Regions from separate parts of the Ovis aries genome. Here region 1 is linked to region 2. A link is a contact called in public Hi-C data. All regions are on one chromosome and are shown on one strand. Each heading gives the region's core, a stretch centred on a gene start, on an enhancer-like site or on the middle of the called end of the contact. The rest is flanking DNA. Distances are from core to core; before and after follow the strand shown. Region 1 holds the start of BRCA2 (BRCA2 DNA repair associated). Region 2 holds the start of PDS5B (PDS5 cohesin associated factor B).

Evidence for each region. Hi-C and Micro-C count contacts between places; a contact is called where the count stands out from the background.
Region 1: a contact with region 2 is called in a Hi-C map of hypothalamus, with 4 times the contacts expected there. The contact joins the promoter of BRCA2 here to the promoter of PDS5B in region 2. A contact is called at or near these places in 2 of 16 Hi-C or Micro-C datasets (hypothalamus and tail adipose tissue).

What each region holds. Positions count from the first base shown.
Region 1 is chr10:28,967,441-28,971,379 of ARS-UI_Ramb_v3.0, reverse strand. BRCA2 (BRCA2 DNA repair associated) reads left to right here and starts at 1,821. Exons shown (of 27, transcript XM_042254798.2): 1 at 1,821-1,862; 2 at 2,708-2,809. The coding sequence starts at 2,743. It overlaps ZAR1L (zygote arrest 1 like), which reads right to left and starts at 1,799. Exons shown (of 8, transcript XR_009595259.1): 1 at 1-1,799.
Region 2 is chr10:28,788,366-28,792,158 of ARS-UI_Ramb_v3.0, reverse strand. PDS5B (PDS5 cohesin associated factor B) reads left to right here and starts at 1,336. Exons shown (of 34, transcript XM_027973013.3): 1 at 1,336-1,481.

The sequences.
Region 1 (3,939 bases), core at 572-3,071, 180 kb before region 2:
TCACCAGGCCCCTCTGTCCATGGGATTCTCCAGGCAAGAATACTGGAGTGGGTTGCCGTGCCCTTCTTCCCAACCCATGGATCGAACCCAGATCCCCTGCATTGCAGGTAGATTCTTTACCATTTGAGCTACCAGGGAAGCTCCAATTTATTCCTATACTGACTTACAATTTCAGAGACTGTGTTTTAAAAATAAAAAAGATTGAATACAAGCAGCAAAATTTGAGCTGCCGCACTATTAGAGTGAGCATAAAGAAGACAGTGTTATGGCAGGATGCATAAATATAAAAAACCTGGTTCTGCAGCAGCAAGAAGCATAGTTATGGGGGTTGGCGGGACAGTGTATTTAGTGAAAAAATAGATTTCAGAGGGTTGTATAACATGCCAACCGTTCTCATTAGTCCACTCTAGTGAGAATTCTCCCCAAAAGGGGAAAAGCAGCAAACTGTTCTTAGAGGTTAAACGCAGACTTAATCACAGGATAGTTAAGTATCTTAAGTAAAAGACTTGAACTGAAACTTGCGCACTGCATGCTAAATCGCTTCAGCAGTGTTCCACTCTTTGCAACCCCATGGACAGTAGCATGCCAGGCTCCTCTGTCCACCTGGGCCTTGTTTACTAGACAACTTACTCAACTGGATGATTCAGTTTCCCCATTTGACAATACCAGAAAATTTATAAGATTATCATAAGGTTAAACGTAATATTACTTATAAATCAACTGGATGATTCGGTTTCCCCATCTGACAATACTCAAAAATTTTTAAGATCATAAGGTTAAAGGTGATATTACTTATAAAGCATAAAGAATAACTCACAGATGCTCATTAAGAGGTAGCTGTTATTGGCTAAAGATCACAGGCCTGGGTATCTGTGCTATTTAGACCTAGATGATCATAAGCTTTTGTATCTATGTGTATTGCAAAGGTGTCTACAGCCAAGGATAATGATCAAACTAAAATGACACCTCAGGTACCAAGTAAATGGCACCCTTTTTCGAATCCAAAGTTGCTTTCACTGTTCGTCGGTCAGGAGCCTTTGGATAGTAGCAAGGCCTATGAGCCACTATCACCTTCAGAATCCAGTTGAAAGCTTTCGAGATCCTACAGTAAACACCTGAATTAAGCCTTGTGCTAGCCATAGCCCATACTCTGTGAGTGAGACTGCTGTCTTCCAGGGCAGTTTCAAGAGCAAGTCAGGCACAAAACAGGTGCTTAGTATCCTAGGAGCGTCAAGGATACGTCAAGGATACTACGGAAGCCTGCAGGAGGAAGTATTATCCAAAACTACAGGAGACTTGAGATAGGCTTAACAACTTTTCAAGCCGGGAGAGTCTCAGAGGTTTTTGAAATTCTGCTGCCCAACAGCAACACGCAGTCTATAACCAATGTACGCTGGCTTCAAATCTCAGCCCCTTCCACTCTATAGGGAGCTCTCCGTTGGGCAAGAAGTCATCCGCACCGACTGAGCACTGTGGGGTTTTCTAACGTCTGCCCACTTTGGGCGACGCCCTCTTAGTAGAGAACAAAGACTTCACAGACCGCAGGCCGCGTCGGGGGCGGGGGCGGCCATCCAAACGAGAGACGGAGCGGAGGAGGGGGAAGGCAGGGCGTATACATGGGGCGTGGTCCCTCCAAACAGCGCGGCTTGGTACTCTGAAGGCTCGGAAGAAGAGAACGAGCATCCCGGCTCTTTCTTTAGCGACTCCGGACTGACGCGAGGTTTATCCCTGGCCACAAGCGGCAGCACTGACGGCGCGGCCACAGTCTGATTCCGGTGGGCGTTTACGCTGCGTGCTGCGTCATGGCGTCATCGCGTGACATATCCCGAGAGCGGGCTTTTGGCGCGAGAATCTGAAACCCGGTGGGTGGAGGTGCGGCTGCTGAAGTTTGCTGTCTGGGGCGGTGGGTGTCCGCGAAGGAGCTTGAGCGATCCCGTTTCTTATCTGAGTACCTGTGCGTTGTTCAGCTCCTCTGGCCAAAAACATAAACCAGCTTCACCTCTGAAGGCGGTTAGTGTTGGCAGGGGTGGAGAGTGGAGATGGGCAGCCTTACGCGGTCTCAGGCAGCGGGGAGCGCCTCCGGTGCTCGGGTGGGAGCCGAGCCTCCTGCCCTCACTGGTCCTTTCCCGTTCCGCACCGACAGGGGGAAGGGATCAGGTCCTCGGCCGGAGGCTCCAGTCCCGCCCCTTCCCGGGGACTCCTTGGCCCAGCTTCGGGCGCCGCTCGGCCCACATGTCCCAGGCTGAAATTTCCTTCATTGGAATCACGATGAAGTTACTTTACCGGAATATTGCTGTTTTGGAAAATGTTTCATAGCCTGTGGCACATTGTATCTGCCTCATCGCTTAGTCCCCAGGTAGTTGCTGTATTAACGAAAATTTACTGATTGGGAATTGTTTCCCGGTGTTTATCTAATAGCCCTCTGCTAACTGCGCAGCCACTGGCCACACGTGACTAGTTAATGAAGATTAAATAATAATTTAAAATTCTGTTCTTGAGCAGACTTGCCACAGTTGAGATGAGTCATGTGGCTAATGGCTGCTCTATTGGACTGCACAAATACAGAATACTTACTTGCCCGCGGTGAGTTCGATTCTTGTCTTAAACAATGTAGCTTCAGGCAGGTTTACCTCTTCCGGTTTTACCTCAGACTCACTTAGCAAGGACTGCATACGTGTGAAGTGTGTTTTGGTGTTCTCTTTTGCAGACTCACCAAACTTTGAAGGAATAGTGTAGATAAAAATGCCGATTGGATGCAAAGAGAGGCCAACTTTTTTTGACATTTTTAAGACGCGATGCAACAAAGCAGGTATTAACAGTTTTTTATATGAATTGATCTTTTACATAGAGAAAAATGTTTTCAGAAAAATGTGTAATTATACATGCTTGTTGAAAAGAATCCAGTGCTTAACGTTTTTGTTTACACCATAAACTGTGCTTTATGAAGTCATAAATCAGAAAAGTAATCATTTACAGTTAACCAAATGATCGGTGTAGAACCTGTGGTGGATAAAGAGGAAACTGGCCCCTTGATGAGTGGCACTGTTTTTAAAGCAGAGACTTTCTAGCAAGTTAGAAGCATTAGTAACATAATAGCAGAAGTTGTCAGTTCTCCTTACACTCGTAAAATGATTGAGGACTGAGAGTATTTGTTTATCTAGGTTACCATATTAGAAATTAAAACTAAGAGCTTTTAAAAACATTAAGTTAATAACAAAAATAAATTCATTGCATGTTAACATGAATAATATGTTTATGAAAAATAACTTTTCCAAGAAAAATGTGAGGAGTGACATTACTTTAAAATTTTGCAGTTCTCTTTACCATCTGGCTCAATAGAAGATAGCTGGATTTTCATGCTCATTTTCAAAGAATTGCATTTAATTCTTTACAATACGTTGTTTGATAGAAGTATATGAAGAAAACCATACTTTACACAGAAAATGTAGTTAGAAAAAGGAGTGTTTTTAACTGTTTTCACTTTATTGTGGGTAGTTTTCTTTGGTATTATACCAAACTTAAGTGGGAGTTTCTTAAAAGTTGCAATGTGGAATCTGAAACCATGTAATGAATTTTTTGTACTCTTTTTACATTAAATTCAATTAGTCTTTCTTGCTCCTGAATAAATCTTTTACCCATGTTGTGACATCATCCATGGTTTGATTATTTGAAAAATACTGATGTTCTGAATTACACAAATATACCAAATATTGACACATTCCATTAGACATTATTAAAAAATCACATTGGTTACTTCACTGATCTCATCAGAAAAGTCTTTTCAGGTTGGGAAGATGTCAAGCTGACAGAGAACAAAGTTCTAATTCTCATTTGAAAACTCACATTTTATCTTTGGCAGCAAACTGTTGTTTTCCCTGCAGTAACAGGACATTTCAAGAAAATGTCCACCAAATACCCAACTCAGAATAACTTAGTCAT
Region 2 (3,793 bases), core at 87-2,586:
CAGCAGGAAACTGACTTGGCTTACGTTTGGTGGCTTTGGCATTGAGCTGTATTGTAGGCAAAGTCATCTTGGAACACTTAACCTTATTTCCCTTTGTGGCATCCTTTCCCTTCTAGCTCTTCTCCCTGTGTGGAAATCACACTGCCTTTCTCCTCCTTGTCTCTTTTATCTGCCAATCCCTACGGAAAGGAAAATAATCTTTTAGTGGAATGTTAGTGGAAAGCTGATGGAAGCATGGGCCAACAGATGCCGCTTTCATTTATATTGCTCCTGATAAATTATAACTTGGTTATTTTTTGGACTCTATTTTTATTAGATTAGCTGTAAGTGTACAGCATATTGAGAGGAAGGCACAGAGATTTCCCATTTATACCCTGCTGCCATATTTGGTTGTTTTTTTTTAAAAGCCCTTACCACAGAAATTTATTTTTCTTTTAACACCAACTTTTCAAATTTTCCCAAAGCATTGCTTTAAATGAAAGTTTATATTACTAATTTCTTTAATCGATTGGCTGTTCCATAAAACAGTTTCGTTAGCAATTATGCTTCATTGAGGCCTTTAAAGTTATTTTTTCCTCTCTCCATCCTAATAGTAATCGACAGATCAACTTTAACATACCACCTTACAGCTGAAGGTGGGAGGAACGGCACCTTCTGGAGGTGAAGGGGGTTAGAAACCCAGCTTCTGGAAGGCGTCCGGTGATCTTCAGATTATTTCTCCAATAACAATTGTCATAGGACGAATGAATGGAGTGCTTTGTTACAGATGTAATTACTATGTTCCTCCATCCTCCCGCTTCCTAAACAATACCTGAAAATGGGGAAGCTGTGGGGTTAATTAAAGACATAACATACATAGTGGAGAAAAAAGCTATTTTATGACATTTTGAGATGACTACGTCATCTCAAACGTAAAGGAGCAAAGTAGTCAACACCAATTTTATTTACTTAACACAACATTCGTACTGAATTTCACTGTTTTGAAAAATTTCCAACTTTTATCCATAAAGCTAGAAATATATAACAATTTGTGTGGTTTTCGGGAAAAGTCAAGAAAGCCTTAAGAGGCCGAGAAAGCATTGACAGTTGCGGGTCTTGCAGCGGCGGCGTGCCCGTGTGGCTGCGTGCGCGCGCGACGAGCTGGGCGGGGCGGAGCGGCGGCGGGGACGCGCTCCGGGCGGGGCGGGGCGCAAGGGAGACGGGCGGGCCGGCGGGCGCGCGCGCGCGCGTGGGGCCGTCCGGTCGGTAGGGGGCGCTGCGCACCAACGCGGCGCTCTGCCTGCCCCCGGGTGCTGTCCGCGGCGGTTCGATTGGAGCAGCCGCCGAAGAGCGCTTGGCGCCATTTTGAAGCGGAGAGGAGGAGGAACGGCCGGGCTGGCTGCGGAAGGGGAGGGGGGGAGGAGGCGATTGGATGCGGCGGCGGCGGCGGCGGATCCCGGAGAGCGGCGGAGTGAGAGGAGTAGCGAGTCGGGCACCCGGAGGTAGGAAACAATTCAGTTAACGGGGAGAGAAAACCTCTCTGTTCTCCGGTCGCCGCGCTCCATTTTTTTCAGCGCCCGCCGCCGCGGCTGTGTCTTGGCGGGGCTCAAAGCGGCGCCCGCCTGGCAGCCGCGACTCGCCTCTCGGCATCGGGGGCTGCAGCCGCCGGCTGCGCGGCGGCGGCGGCGGCGGCGCCGGGAGGAGCGGGGCGCGGGCCGGGGGCGTGGGCCGGGGCTGCCCGGTGGGGGTGGGGAGGGCCCCGGGGCGGGCGCGCTCCCTCCACGCCGCGGGCTCCAGCCGCCGCCGACTGGAAATTAAACTTGCCGCCCTGGCCGGGCCGGGGCGCCCGCGGCGGCGAGGGCGGCGGGGCGGTGACCTTGCGCGCGGCCGGGGGTCCGCGCCGGCAGCCCGCGCCCCGCCGCCTCCCCTCCCCTCCCCCCCGCGCCCGGCCGGCCGGCCGGCGGGCGGGCGGCTGTTTCCCGGGCGGCAGGCGGGCGGCGCGGCGCTCCTGTTGAATCCTCCTCGGGCGGGCGGGTTTTCCATCCCCCCCTTCCGGGAGAGGGGCGGGGAGCGCGGGTCCCGGCTGGACCCCGAGCGCTGTGCCGGCCTCGGCGCCCTCTACCCCGCCGCTGGGTCCCCCGCGCCGCGCAGCTCCTCTGCTCCGGGCGGCGACCGTGGGCCGACCGAGTGACATTTTCGTACAGTTACTTGCCGGCGTCTGGAGGTATAAAGCGCGCTTGCCGCGCCTCCCGCAGCTGGTGCAGGGGGCACCCGAGGACCCGGTTTGAGAAGGAGTCCCACCCGGGGGTGGGTTTCCTTTAGGAAGCCTCCGAGTCGGAACGACCCGTGCCAGCCGTGTGCGGCTGTAGGAGTTGACGTTCGTGCGGTCTCTTGTCTGGGTGACAACCTGAAAAGTTTCTGATCGGGAGGATTTGGTGTGTGGTTCTCTAGCTGTTGGCTGCCTTTTGGTATATGCGTTAAAGCTGCGCTCAGCAGCGGTCCAGTTATTCGAGGCAAATGAATCTGAATCCTGAATCCCGGCACCTCCTCGTCTTCAGAGTTACCTCTTCCTGCGTTCCATTTGTGGCCGGTGTAAACTCGGGGTAGGGTTTGGAAGAGCAGGTCCCTAACCAGTTAACACACGTTTTAGGCATCTTAGCCAACCCCAAAAGGGAACCCTTTATCTCATTTTGGAGAACGTGCCTTGAATGCTCTTATCACACTTCTGTTATGGAATGATGGATGGGCAGTTCTGTCCTGAACCACCCTATAAACCCTGCTTAGTAAACCATTTCGGAAACGTTGGATGTAGCCTTCAATTTAGAAGGTGGGTCTGCGGTCTTGAGTGAGTTGGGGTCTTCTGCTGTCTTCCTAATAACCTTTAACAATTCAAGTGTGTTTATATATGAGACGAGCTGTAAATAAATCATAATTATTTAAAATTTGAATGGCAGTGTAATCATGTTCTCGACACATGTAAGTGAAGTTTCAAGATAGAGCATTTTCCGTACTCACGTATGAGTGAGTGAAGTCGCTCAGACGTGTCCGACTCTTTGCGACCCCATGGACTCTAGGAGCCTCTGCCCATGGGATTTTCCAGGCAAGAGTACTGGAAAAAGAAAATCCTTCTCCAGAGGATCCTACTCACATATGTAGTAGTCAAATAAAATGGTTAAAAACATAAAAATGGTATTAAGTGAAAAAAAGGGGGCTAGAAAGGACACTTACTTTAGGCTGTCCGTATGTCAGAGATGTTAGCAGTTTTAGGGACAATAAAATGTATGCAGGTCAGTTTGTGGAACAATTAATTTGGTATTGTCTGGTGATAGCAGAAAACTTAGTTAAAATTTATAGTGATTTATAGATGAAAGTTTCAACATGGTACTTTCTATGTTGAGGAAGATTTATTCTGACAAACTTAACTAAAAAATATCCCCTTAAAATAGAGCATTATTGTTTCAAAATAAATTTACAAATGTATGTGAAAGAGTGCACTTTAGACATTCTTTGATTACTGGAGTAGTTTTTTTTTGGGGGGGGGCCTTTTCTGATCATTAAAAAAACTATCCTCAGGGTTTTACTTACACAAGTATTTTAAATGACAAGTTAGTGTTTGCAGATTCTTTATCACTTGAGCCACCAGGGAAGCCCTAGTGTTTGTATTGCCTTTTATTTTTTCGTAAATAACTTTTGTGCCCTTTCTTTTTTGTTGTTGTTGCCCTTTCGTATTTTCTCCTTTTTTGTTGAGGTTGATTCTGTTTGTATTAACTTTATTTTTTACAGCAGCTGTCACTTTCATTCTTGTCTGGTTATG